Linked DNA regions of Muntiacus reevesi: region 1 is linked to region 2. The links are chromatin contacts, called in public Hi-C maps. All regions are on one chromosome and are shown on one strand. Each heading gives the region's core, a stretch centred on a gene start, on an enhancer-like site or on the middle of the called end of the contact. The rest is flanking DNA. Distances are from core to core; before and after follow the strand shown.

Evidence for each region. Hi-C and Micro-C count contacts between places; a contact is called where the count stands out from the background.
Region 1: a Hi-C map of muscle shows a contact between it and region 2, with 4 times the contacts expected there. The contact joins the promoter of PPP2R1A here to the promoter of ZNF614 in region 2. A contact is called at or near these places in 2 of 3 Hi-C or Micro-C datasets (blood and muscle).

Annotation. Positions count from the first base shown.
Region 1 is chr2:271,957,277-271,963,743 of mMunRee1.1, reverse strand. PPP2R1A (protein phosphatase 2 scaffold subunit Aalpha) reads right to left here and starts at 2,768. Exons shown (of 15, transcript XM_065926680.1): 1 at 2,568-2,768. The coding sequence starts at 2,645.
Region 2 is chr2:271,771,913-271,778,673 of mMunRee1.1, reverse strand. It overlaps ZNF614 (zinc finger protein 614), which reads right to left and starts at 2,065. Exons shown (of 5, transcript XM_065926573.1): 1 at 1,916-2,065. It also overlaps a transcript of LOC136161576 not described here.

The DNA of each region.
Region 1 (6,467 bases), core at 1,519-4,018, 180 kb before region 2:
AGCCAAATAAAAAAAGTCCATGGTTTTAGAGGTGCAAAATGAAGTATGTAGGAGAAAGTATCTGGGGCGTGGGTTTTATTTTTAAAATACTTCAGGGAAAAAAAAAGTGTGTGGGGGGGGGAGAAACAGGTGAAAAAACATGACAAAATTTTTTTTAAAAACTGGATTTGGTACTATTTTCTCTGTGGCGTGAGATCTGACAATGAAAAATCATTTACTGGAAAAAAACCCAGCACCTATCTCAGATGTCTTCTGTGAGGACTCAACAAACACACATAAAGCACTTAGCAGGCTGGCATACAGCAGGGTTCCTCAGCCTTGGCACCACCTCTGGGGCTGGGCCATCCCTTGTGAAGGGATGGCCTGGGCAGTGCATGATGTTGGGGAGCTTCCCCCACCACCAGTCGTGACAACCTGTTAAGACCCATTGCTCTATAGTAACCATTAAGAGAACAGTTTTTAAATGTCTGAAGCACCTCACCTTTGAGAAATGAAGCTCTCATCTTACAACCAGCAGACTAAATTTAATGAAAACTTAAAACATGTCGTGCACTGTTCTAAGCAGTTTCCGTGTACTAACCTATTTAATCCTTGAAACATCCCTATGAAGTGCTAAGTATTACTTTGGGGGGGGGGGGGGAGTCTCCACTGCACGGCTTGCAGGACCCTAATTCCCCAACCACAGACTGAACTCTGAGCCCAATGCAGTGAAAGTGCCGAGTTCCAGACACTGGACCGCCAGGGAATTCCCTTTTCCCACTTCATAGGTGAGAAAACTGAAGCAGACAGTCTAAGTAACACAGAAACCTGGCTTCTCCACCAGTGGACCACATTTTAAGAAATGTGGTGCCCCAAACACCCCTGAGACAATGCAACCCAGCCACTGTTTCTTACTGGCTAAGGAAGCAATTTCTTTGAACCTCACTTTCCAAAGAGAAAACCATAAACTGCTATGACAACTGAATGAGGTCATCACTGAATGCCTTCTCTGAGGCAGCCACTTAAGGGGCCAATTCCACTGCAACCTCCCAACCAGGTAGGTGCTGCTTCCTCCTCACTCATCACTATTCCTTACAGATGAGGAATCTGGACCCAGAACAGGCAAGGCACTAACTGGTCCAGGGCACACAGGGAGCGCTAGGATTCAAAGCTCAGTCATCCTGACTCCTCCTCCTCCATCACTCACCACACGGCATCAAAACCACCAGATACCCCTAATCCTGCCAATGCTGGTGCTGCTCTGCAGTGGCATCCAGATAGGGCTCTCTGATCCTGCCTGGCCCCTATTCGAGGGTGAGAAGTCACAGCATGTCATTCCTCTAAGCAAAGCCTGGCACTGGCTCCTCCACCTCACCAAAGTCTTTGCCTTGCTGGTCCACAGGCCTCACTTGATCTAGCTCTGGATTAATCCTCATCTGCCACCACTTCGACATTCACTGTGCAGCCACCACGCTGGCCTTGCTGTTCTGACTCCCAAACTACGGTCATAAGAGCCCAAACCACTGAGGCTGGGCCAGTGTAACTCGCGCAATTTTATAAACGGGGAAATTGAGGCCCATAGGGAGGATCGAAACTTTTCAATCACCACTCCCCACAATTACAGCTAACATTTATTCGGCCCTTACAACAGACCGGGCGCCGTTCTATATGACTCGTATTATTAACTCGTTCAGCCCCTTACAACCTACCAATGAGACAGGACTATTATTAGACCAGTTTACGGAAAACAAAGGCCCAGATCGGTGAAGTAATCGGCCCAAGGTCATTCGGATGAGAGGCAGGGCTGGGATAGGCAAACCCTAGAACCCTACCTCTTCTCAACCCTTCGCCTGCTGGGTTCAGATATCTGAGACCCCCGCTCCCACACATTAGAAATGTTAGTCCGTTTAGTACACTGCCCACCCTCCACTCAACGGGAGGATCCCGGAAAGGGGGCTAGTTTTCACCTCGTAATTCGTACCTGAATTTGGCCAGTTCCCGCTTTGGGAGGGAGCTTTTCGCCCCCTTCCCCTTCGGGGGTCTACACCAAAACTGGAGAGAGTGGGCGGGCAGGAATTGGAAAGTCAGTCTTCACGTCTCAGTCTCCATTTGGAAAGTTTATCCCACAGCGCAGCCTTAGCCGCTGAAACCTTGAAGGGTGAAAACTACCCGGACCCCCACCAAGCAGGCGGCCCCTCCCCCACTCAGAGCAAGTCACGCGCCCACCCCATCCCCAAGGCGCCATTCAAGGGCTGCTGCCGCCAATCACCGAGCCGTTCCTTCCCCTCTCACCCAACCCAATCGGTCGACCCTCTCCAGAGCCGCGGCCTCGTAGGCCCGGGGCCCCGCGCGCACTTGGCAGGCCCGGGACCCTCCAAGCTCGCCTTCGCGCCCGCCCTCCGCTGGGCCGACACCCAATCCCGGGCGCCGTCTCATCGAGTCCGGGGACCATAACAGATGAAAACGGAACGCTGATTGGCCGCCGCCCCTTCCGCCACTCCCAGCGAACACTGAACCTTGTCCGCGAGGGACGCCCGTGCCCCCAGGTCCCCTTTCCCTTCTTCCTCAAGTTCCCGTTGCTTCCGGACCTGAACATCCTCGTTGCGGAGCTCGTCTATGAGGACCGCGATGGGGTAGAGCGAGTCGTCGCCGTCCGCCGCCGCCATCTTGGGCCCGTCCCGTTCCTGTCAAGACTGCGGCCAGCGCCGTGCTAAAACCGGGATAGGGAGGGGTTGGGCTGGGAGGAGGAAAGAAAGGCGTGGGGACGCCCGAGCCACTTTACAGGGGCTACCCCACATTCATTGGCCGCGATACTCCGGGCCGAGCCTGCGTTTCTTTGGTCCGAACAAATAAGGTCCCGCCTACCGCCCATTTGCCATTGGCCGAAGGGACGAGATTAAGTTTGCCGGAGCCTAGGAGAGGGGGAGGAGGAAACGGAAGTACGTGGTATCTTAGCGACCAAGATTGGGCCCGCCTAGGTCGCCGCTAACATCGGCCTAGACGAGTGGTTGTTTCTAGCCAATGAAGAGCAAGATTGGGAGGTGGCTAAGCCAGTGCCTCTCCGAGTTCTTCTGCGCCTGCGTTGCTAGGAATGCATGACGTCATTGGCAGGGCTACCAGAACTATCTGCAGGTTTTGGTTTGGGAGGTAGTAGTTCCTCTTGCTGGCAAGCGGACTCCTGAACTTTTGTGGGAAAGGAGGAGAGAGTGGGTCTTTGATTTATGCCTTGTTTTGCTGAGGCCCCGAGAAGGGTGGCGACTTGCCTTACTCTGGGTAAAACCCAACGCCCCTCAGGCGTGGATCTGATTCCTGAACGCCTGCCTCCCACCTCCCCTTTTTACTCTTCAGCAGTTTTGGAAAATTAACTGCTTGAGCACGTCATGCTTTTTCATGCCAACAAGCCTTTGCCCAAACTGTACGTTCTATCTGGGAAGCAGTTCCTATTAAATCGTCAGATCTCTACCTATATCCTCTTCCCGTCCTCTCTTCAGTCTTGGCCAAGCACCCAGAGCCACGTAATCAGTCAATCTCTCTCCCTCCCTCCCTCTCTCTCAAAATTCGTATCCCTTAGCTGAATCTGCTAAAGACCCACTCCAGTTAGGAAACTGCTCCTTATAAAAGGGAGCGGGGGTTGAGCCAGGGAGACGTTGCATATTTCAGTCTTTTCCTCCTTATTCCCAGTTCAGTTCAGTCGCTCAGTCGTGTCCGACTCTTTGCGACCCCATGAACCGCAGCACGCCAGGCCTCCCTGTCCATCACCAACTGCTAGAGTCTACCTAAACCCATATCCGTTGAGTCGGTGATGCCATCCAACCATCTCATCCTCTGTTGTCCTCTTCTCCTCCCCTCAATCTTTGCCAGCATGAGGGTCTTTTCAAATGAGTCACCTCTTCGCATCAGGTGGCCAAAGTATTGGAGTTTCAGCTTCAACATCTTATTCCCAGGATCTTCCCCCAACCCCTACTCTGCCAACTCGTGGAGGCTATAAATCTCCTTAGCTAAGGATGCGCTTTAAATATCTTATAATTTTGTCAGTTACACCTCAACAAAGCTCCCCCCCACCAGAGTCCCAAGTGTGCCATGCAGAGACAGCCTCTGCAGCTCATAGATGCAGTCAGCAGCTTGATTCTGGTCAGACTCTTCACAGAAAAGACCCTGACCAAAGGTAGTTCAGCCAGTGACCCAAACAGTTCTCTCAGCACAACAGCTTGTTTCCACAGCTCACATCCTAAAAGAGGGATGTCCAAGGCACACTAAACGCTGTGTGCCACCTGGACACGCTGGCAATTGTTCAGGTGTCTGACCACGTCTGTTTTCTGTTTCTGCACAGCTGGCGCTAATACTGCAGAACCACAGCGGCCCAGGGAGCACCGTTAGGTTTCAGCTTGCCTAAAGCATCCGTGTATGTCAGACCATGCATTTAGGGAGGGCTCGAGGACTGAGGATTGGAAGTGCCATTGGCTTTGGCAATAGTGTAGAGCTGAAAATTTCCCCCAAAGGGATAGATGCCACTTATTCCTATAAAGCCAGGATGCTGCTGGAGCCAGTCTGGGTTCATTCTCGAATAAATGATTCCCGTAAGATGCAGGACTTTGGGGGCCCTTTGTACCTTGGTGGCAGTGGAGTCCAAGTTGATTCATCCCCAAATTTGGAATATCAAGCCCGAGAATCGCAAGGCTTCTACAGATCAGGCTTCAGTTTTGAGGTGCATTTATTGGCAAGCTAATTACTGCTGTTTATAAGCAGTGCACCTGTTGGTATTGTCAGAGTGGCCCTGAGTTCATAAAGCAGTGGGGACTTTTAAGTGGAGGCTGCATCCCTTTGCCAGAGGTATTAACTGACAAAATCATTAGGACATTGTCTCCCATGTCCCAGGAGTGTAGTGAGTTTTGGGCCTCATTTGGCTAATGGGGAGTCCAAGAAACAATAGTTTTTCTTTTCACTGATGGAACGATTGAGCATGGTAATCTGCCCAAAGAATCCCATTAAACTTTCACTGGAAAATAGGATTTGAATTTGGTCAGGTTATATCAGCTACCCCAACTGGCAGAGATGTGATGACAAGTTAGACAAGGCTATGGAGGCTGGGGCCTCTAACTTGCCAACAAAGAGAATATAATTTATATAATGAAAACTTTGTACATCAGATGTTAGTGGCGCTTGACCAAAATCCTCACCACTTGCTGGAGGCAAGTAAAAAGGTAATGTGTATCACTAACACTTGTCTACCTGCATCTCCCCCTACTGGAACAGTCACCTCTGTGGGATGTGGAAACACAAGCATATCACACAATTTCTGATATGTTCTGATGCAGGATGCTGAATTTTTCCAAAGGATCCTGTTACGGTCTGTTTGTGTGCGCTCAAAATTCATATTCAAAATTTAAAATTCCACTGAAACTCAACTCCCAAGGTTATGGTATTAAGAGATGGAGCCTTGGAAAGAGATTAGGTCATGAATGGGATTATAATGACCTTTCAAAAGAGGCCTGAACGAGCTCTCTTGCCCTCTTCTGCCTTGTAAAGATACAGCCAGAAGTCTGCAGCCCAGAAGAGGGCCCTCACCTGACCATGCTGTCATCCAGATCTCAGACTCAGCCTTGTGAATTGAGAGAAATAAATTGATGTTTATGAACCACCCGCTGTCTGGAATTTCATTACAGCAGCCCAAACAGACTGAGATAGGCCCCCAACTACCTCATCTATTTAGCTTCCCTCTGCTTTTGTGATAATACATGAAGGCTGCTTGTTGTGTTGGTTCAGTCACTACCCCATCCTCATTTCAAAAATTGTCAAGAAATGTAAAGGGTGTAAGGTTTTATCCCATTTGCAAACCAAGTTACCTTGCCAGTTTCATGGATGCTGGCATGAGACGTGAGACGCCTCGAACTGAGACAGAAGCCATTATTATGTGTGGCACAACAGGCAGCAAGAGCTTCAAGTTCATACCTGGTCCCTTTTGTTCCCACAAGCCCCACAGGGGTTGTGCAAAGAAGTCCAGGGGGATGCCACACCCATAGCAGGGGTCTGTGTCACAGATGGAGACCATTATGCTTAAGAAATCCTAATCTTCCAGTGTGGATCGTAAGTACATCTATCAAACTCTTCTTCCAAGGAAGACATTTTGTTTATTATATTAGTTAGATAATGAATCTGCCCTTGTGCCCAAGACAGACACTACTGCCATATTCCAAGGAGGTTATATAAAAATCCTTTCAAAGTAGTCCAGAACAGAAGCTGGTATACAACATGAAAAATAAGATGAGAGGGTCATGGAGAACTGTCTCCCAATAAGGTACACCTTTCCCTTCAACTTTTGGGAGTAACTGAGCAAAAAGACTCACTGAAGATTTCTGACACCAAAACTGACCTTGGTTGTGTGGTGCTGCTGTGCTAAGTCGCTCGGTCGTGTCTGACTCTCTGACCCCGGGGGCTGCAGCCCACCTAGCTCCTCTGCCATGGGATTCTCCAGGCGAGAATACTGGAGT
Region 2 (6,761 bases), core at 816-3,315:
TAAAGCTCAACATTCAGAAAACAAAGATCATGGCATCCAGTACCATCACTTCATGGCAAATAGATGGGGAAACAGTGGCTGACTTTATTTTTGGGGCTCCAAAATCACTGCAGATGGTGACTGCAGCCATGAAATTAAAAGACACTTACTCCTTGGAAGAAAAGTTATGACCAACCTAGACAACATATTTAAAAGCAGAGACATTACTTTGCCAACAAAGGTCTGTCTAGTCAAGGCTATGGTTTTTCCAGTAGTTATGTATGGATGTGAATTGGACTATAAAGAAAGCTGAGCACGGAGGAATTAATTGTTTTGAGCTGTGCTGCTGGAGAAGACTCTTGAGAGTCCCTTGGATTCAACCCGTTTATCCTAGAGGAAATCAGCCCTGAATATTCATTGGAAGGACTGATGCTAAAGCTGAAACTCCATTGCTTTGGCCACCTGATGCAAAGAACTGACTCATCTGAAAAGACCTTGATGCCGGGAAAGATAGAAGGCAAGAGGAGAAGGGGACAACAGAGGATGAGATGGTTGGATGGCATCACCGACTCAATGGACACGAGTTTGAGTAAACTCTGGGAGTTGGTGATGGACAGGAAGGCCTGGCGTGCTGCAGTCCATGGGGTCACAAAGAGTTGGACACGACTGTGCAACTGAACTGAATTGAATGCTGATGAAACAAGTTAGAATGAAAATGAATGTACACTGTATGATTCAATTTACATAAATGTTTTTAAAATTATAAAGTAACCTATTGTAATGTAGAATAGATTGGTGGTTGAATAGATTGGTGGTTGCTTGGGGAGGTGTGCGGAATATGACAGGCAGAGATTAAAAAGGAACACGATGAAACTTCTCAACGTGACAGGTATGTTCACTGTCTTCAAGGCGTTGATACTTTCATGAGTATATAGGAGTGGAAACTTGAGTGTACAGAGATCAAGGAAAATTTCTGGGGTGACAGAAATGTTTTAAAATTGAACTGTGCAACTCTAGAAATTCAAAGTACTGAAATGTATATTTATACTTGGTGAATTTTGCAGCAAATAATACTACAATAAAAAAAGACTTCCTTTACTACAGTAAAAAAACCCCCAAACCAACCAAACAAAAAAGAACCCATCAACTGAAATTTCCAAAAAAGGTCAAGGAAAAGTGTTCACCAAGAAATAAAAGTAGCCAGAAATCTCGGGGGGGGGGGGGGGGGAGAAAAAAAAGGCGCCATAAATTTTTAAGTGGAGTGGTAGAATCAGAAAGTAATCAGAAAGTCAAAATGGGTTAATGAAAGTATAATCGAATATTTTTGAATACTTATGTCAAAACTACCTCCATTCCAGACACCATGCCAGTGGTTCACCAACCTGAGTTGACACTACTGGAACTATTTTTAAAAAGTATAAATATTTCAGATGCAAATGTGTTGAGAACAGAGAAATTAAGTGATACAGTCACCCATCATGCTTACACAGATAATCTCAAATGTTTAAAAAAAATCTTTGGTATATTAACCGCCTATTAAAAAATTCGCACTGCAGAACAGAATATAGGGTAAGGGAGAAGCTTTTGAGTAAGAATGACTCTAAGCGGAAATATCCAAAAGAAGTATAGTAAACTTCGGGACAAGAGGAACGGAAACTATATTAAACTACATTAAAAACTGTAAATTTATAACTAGATCAACCACACTGAATTTTGTGAGGATGGTGAGAACAGTGGTGATGCGGGGAGCCAAAGTTTTTAGTAGAGACCTTGAGGACTTACTAGGAGAGGATTGTACTCGAATTAACTGGAGAAATGCAGCCTTCAGGTCTGTTTCCGGCATTCGATCCCGAGCCTGCGGATTCTCCAAGGACCCCAGACCTCCTCAAATACTGAGAGCCCCCACCAGGCCGTCTAAATGCCAGATTAAACTCACCTGATCCCAAACCCGCTCAGACACCACTGGCAGCAACAGAATGCTGCAGCCCACTTTCTCTACCGACGCCTTTCACAGTCCTTCAGGAGGTAGACCTTCAGGTTCAGATTATCAGCCGACGACCTTGGAGCGCTGCCGGATTTCCGGATTCCGTCAGCGGACTCCGCTTTATGACGTAACATGGCCACACCCACCTTGGCGTTTCTGACGAGACAGGCCGTAACGGCTGTGGAAAGAAGTTGAAATCATTCCTCTCACCCTAAATGCTTTTCCCTCCTGGTTGCAAGGAATGACCAACCATTCTGTACTAACTGCGTTAAGATTTCAGAGGTCAATGCCCTTCCAAGGTCAAGTGGCGAGTTCAGCCGGCTGAGGAAAAAAGAAAGATGGTGGCGAACCTTTGTGAACTTTAGAGCTGGTCCCCGAAGGGCGCGGCCATGATAGAGGGCAGGTGTCCGTACGACGGAAAGGGCACAGGCTCCCGGTGACTTGGGAAGATTAAAATCTAATAGAAGCCGAGACCTCTCTGTGGAGAGGCACCGGCCACTGAGTTGACAAAAGTAGTGGTCACTTATAATCTTAGGTTTGTGGAGAAAGCAGTTAAATGTGGAGTGGGTAAGGGCTTATGTAGTTTAGAAGAACTAACAGCTTTTGTAGAGGTATGCATGCAAAGTCACTTCAGTAGTGTCCGACTCTTTGCGATCCCACGGGCTGTAGCCCGCCAGGTTCTTTTATACATGAGATTCTCCAAGCAAGAATACTGGAGTGGCTTGCCATGCCCTTCTGCGGGGGAATCTTTCGGACCTAGGGATCGAAGCTTGGGCATCTGCATTGCAAGCAGGTTGCTTATCTATAGTTCAGTTCAGTGGCTCAGCCGGTCCGCATTTTTGCCACCGGCTAAACCAGAATAGCTAGAGGTATATCGCGATTAAAAAAAAAAAAAAAAAAAAAAAAAAAAAAAAAAAAACTAAGATCCGCGTGGGATGGACACATAGCGACATCTAGTGGGTAAGAGGATGAGGTGAAAATGTGTGAACTGTATGTTTTCAAAAGTAAATAGTGACTGTGGGGCATTTGAGGATGTAAAATTATGAGATAATGCAATTATCATGATTGGCATAGTTCACACATGAAAAAAATGCTTTAAAATGTTATTTTTATGTAGGCATGGGAAGTGTAGTTCTAGAGGGTCTAAAGATGATTTTTAGAAGGCAACCTAGATCCAATTTAAATTTTTCATTCTTTGACCCAGCAATTCTAATTCCAACGATATATTTGGTAAAAAGTTTTATTAACCACAGAGGCTTTCATAATAAACAAAGGAAAAGCCTAAGTGTACAGTAATAGATGCTTTGGTAAATTATGGGCTATCCACTCAGTATAACAGTATATAACATTTAAAGATTGTTAGTATAAATAAGGAAAATGGTTTTTCCAGTAGTCATGTATGGATGTGAGAGTTGGACTATAAAGAAAGCTGAGCATGGAAGAATTGATGCTTTTGAACTGTGGTGTTGAAGACTCTTGAGAGTCCCTTGGATTGCAAGGAGATCCAACCAGACCATCCTAAAGGAAATCAGTCCTGAATATTCATTGGAATGACTAATGCTGAAGCTGAAACTCGAATACTTTGGCCACCTGATGCAAAGAACTGACTCATTTGAAAAGACCCTGATGCTGGGAAAGATTGAAGGCAGGAGGAGAAGGGGACAACAGAGGATGAGATGATTGGATGTCACCACTGACTCAATGGACACGAGTTTGAGTAAACTCTGAGAGTTGGTGATGGACAGGGAGGCCTGGCTTGCTGCAGTCCTTGGGGTTGCAAACAGTTGGACACACCTGAGCAACTGAACTGAACTGAAGTATTCTTCAGAAGATAAAAAGCATCTGCAGGATAGTGTATATATTTTGATCCTTTTATGAGAACAAACCATAAATGTTTGTCTTGAAAATTCTGATTGGTTAACTATTTAGCTTGGATTACTTTGTGCTTATGAGTAGAGAATATAAGTTTTCACATTCCCAGTTTTTGCAATTCTTCATTGTTAATATCTTTGTATAGTAATTATATTTTACTTTATTATGAAAACATGTCCATTTTAGAAAAGTTTTAGAATACTGAATGATGTAGATGTTCATAATATAGTAAATATAGACTTGTCTCATTTTTCTTTTGTAAAAAATATACTTACCTGCATTTGAAATTTGGAGAATGTATTGTTAATGGTATTTTGCTCTTAGGTATAATATGGGTGATAAAATTTGTTTACATGTGCTTTTTAATTTTTATACATTAAGAATTTGTTTTAATAATAGTATTACATTCCCTTCAGAGATTAAATTCCAGCCCTATTCACCTGAGATGTCAAACTCTGAAAGGTGAGTTGAGCATGTGGTCCAGAGAACTCAGGGCAGCCCATTCTGTGACCCTGACTGATCAGTTTCAGGAATGAGCTGCTCTGACCCTGCCATGGCAGCATCCGCAGGTTCACAGAAGGACAAGGAGAAAGCATCTGAGGACCTGGTGGGTGGGGCCCTCATGTCTGATTCTTTGTTGTAGAATATCTGCCCAGAATCCATCCTCTGACAATGTGGGGTGGGAGTGGCTGCACTAATCTGGGATTTAGGGCAGAGCTGTTCAAATTTAAGTATAGATCAGAAAGGTCATTTTAGAAACCCAGAGTCTGGGGTCCCCAGTCTCACAGGTTCTGGTTTGGGTCTGCAGTGTGACTCAAGAGCTTGCATCTTTGACAAGCCTCTCAGAGAATCCTGAGGCAGGAAGCCCAGAGAAAACACTTAGAAACACATCTAGGGTGTTCTTGGCTCACAACAGATCTTGTTGGCTCCCCCTGGTACATTTAGATGTTGATTCAAATTACATTTGCCCACAAGAGCCTTCCTTGGAAACCCTTTCTAAAATAGCTTCCCCATGACAGCATATGTACTAGGTTTAATATTTCTCCAAAACATTGATCAGAACTGATATTCTGATGTGTATTTACTCAGTCACCTTCACTAGACTGTATGCTCCATGAAGGCCGTGGCTTTGCCTGTTTTATTCACTGATGAGTCTCCAGTGACTAAAACAGTGTCTGGCCAAATGTAGATGCTTAACAAATATTTTTAAAGGAATGAATTACTTACCATGCAGTTGGATACTGAATACTGCCACAATACTGTATGGCAAATGTCCTTTTCTTTTTCCCCTAAAAGCAACACTCATCATTTGTAAACTGGGTTAAATATCCTTATTATATCAAAGAAATTAACTCTGGATAAAGACAAGAGAAGAGATCTATTGCTTGGAAAACTAAGAATTTGTTACAAGCAGGCCTGCCCTAAAAGAATTGATAAAGGAGACTGACAAAAAGAAAATAACAGAAGGAAACATGTGACATCAGGAATGAAGGAAAAGGAATGGAAAGGGTAAACAGATCATCAAATATAATAGGTTAGTCTCCTTTTGAGTTTTTTAAAATTACATTGGGTGGTTGAAAGCAGACATGACAACTTTACCTGATATGGTTCTCAATGTAGGTAGAAGTGTTGAGATATTCACTGTTAGGGAATTGTAAATTAAGGCCATCATTATCTACTACCACATACTTGACAGGATGGCTGGAATCAAGTATGATAGTGCCAACTGCTACAAAAGACATGGAACATCCGGGGTGTTCATACACTACTGGTGAGAATGTAAATTAGTACAGCCACTCTAGAAAAATTTGGCAGTCTCTTATAAAGTTAAACACAAATGTAACATATGACTGCTGGGTATTTACCCCAAAGGAACAAATACTTCCTTTCCCATAAAGTTGGGTCCACAAATGTTCATAGGGTTTTATTCAAAACAATGAAACACTGGAAAACAACCCAGACATCTGTCAACAGTAAACAGATAAGTCATTGTACAGCCATACAAAAGAATACTATTAACAAGTAAAACTATTTATACACCAAAAAATTTGGATGGATCTTAACAGCAATCTGCTGAGTGAAACGAAGCCTATCTCAAAGGCTACACACTGTATGATTCCATTTTAACAGCATTGTTGAAATAACCAAGTTGGAGTGATGGAGTCTGACCAGTGGTCACCATGGTCAGGGGTGGGGGAAGTGTGTTACCACAGAGAGGTAGCAGGAAGATGCTTCTTTATGTTGGCACAATTCTGCACCAATTGTGGTGGGCTTTACAGAAATCCTATGTATAAGATAAAATTTCTTAAAAATATATACTAAAAACAAAAAACTTCATACAAATTAGTACATGCAAAAACCTACTAAAATCCAAATAAGATCCAGTTTACTTAACAGCACTGCATCAATGCCATTTTATTGGGTTTGATGATGTATTATGGTTATGTAACATAACATCACTGAAGAAACTGAGTAAGGGTATGTGGGAACTTGGTATATTTTGTAATTACTTGGGAGTCTAAAACTATTTCAAAATGAATTTTAGAAAAATCATTTTTAAAGTGTTTGTAAACTACCTAATGCTACTTTTAAACTTAGATAAATACATCCAGTTATGTTGGATTACATTTATGAATATATTCCTTTCTATTTTGAAATACACTGTAGACAGAGCTGAATTTAGAACCTAAGAAATGCAAGAGTGAAACATATAATAATACAAGGTGGGCACAGAACACTCCTGTATAGTATGTAACATTACAAATTAGTGTCGAGACTAGCCCATTTTAAAATTATTGAATCATTGATATGATTCAAGGTATTCTGCCCCAAAATGGACATCAGGTGTATAATAAATTTAGACTTCTGATAGAAAATTCAAGTATATGTCATTTTCGTGAGGTTTCTTTCCTTCAGAATTCTGATA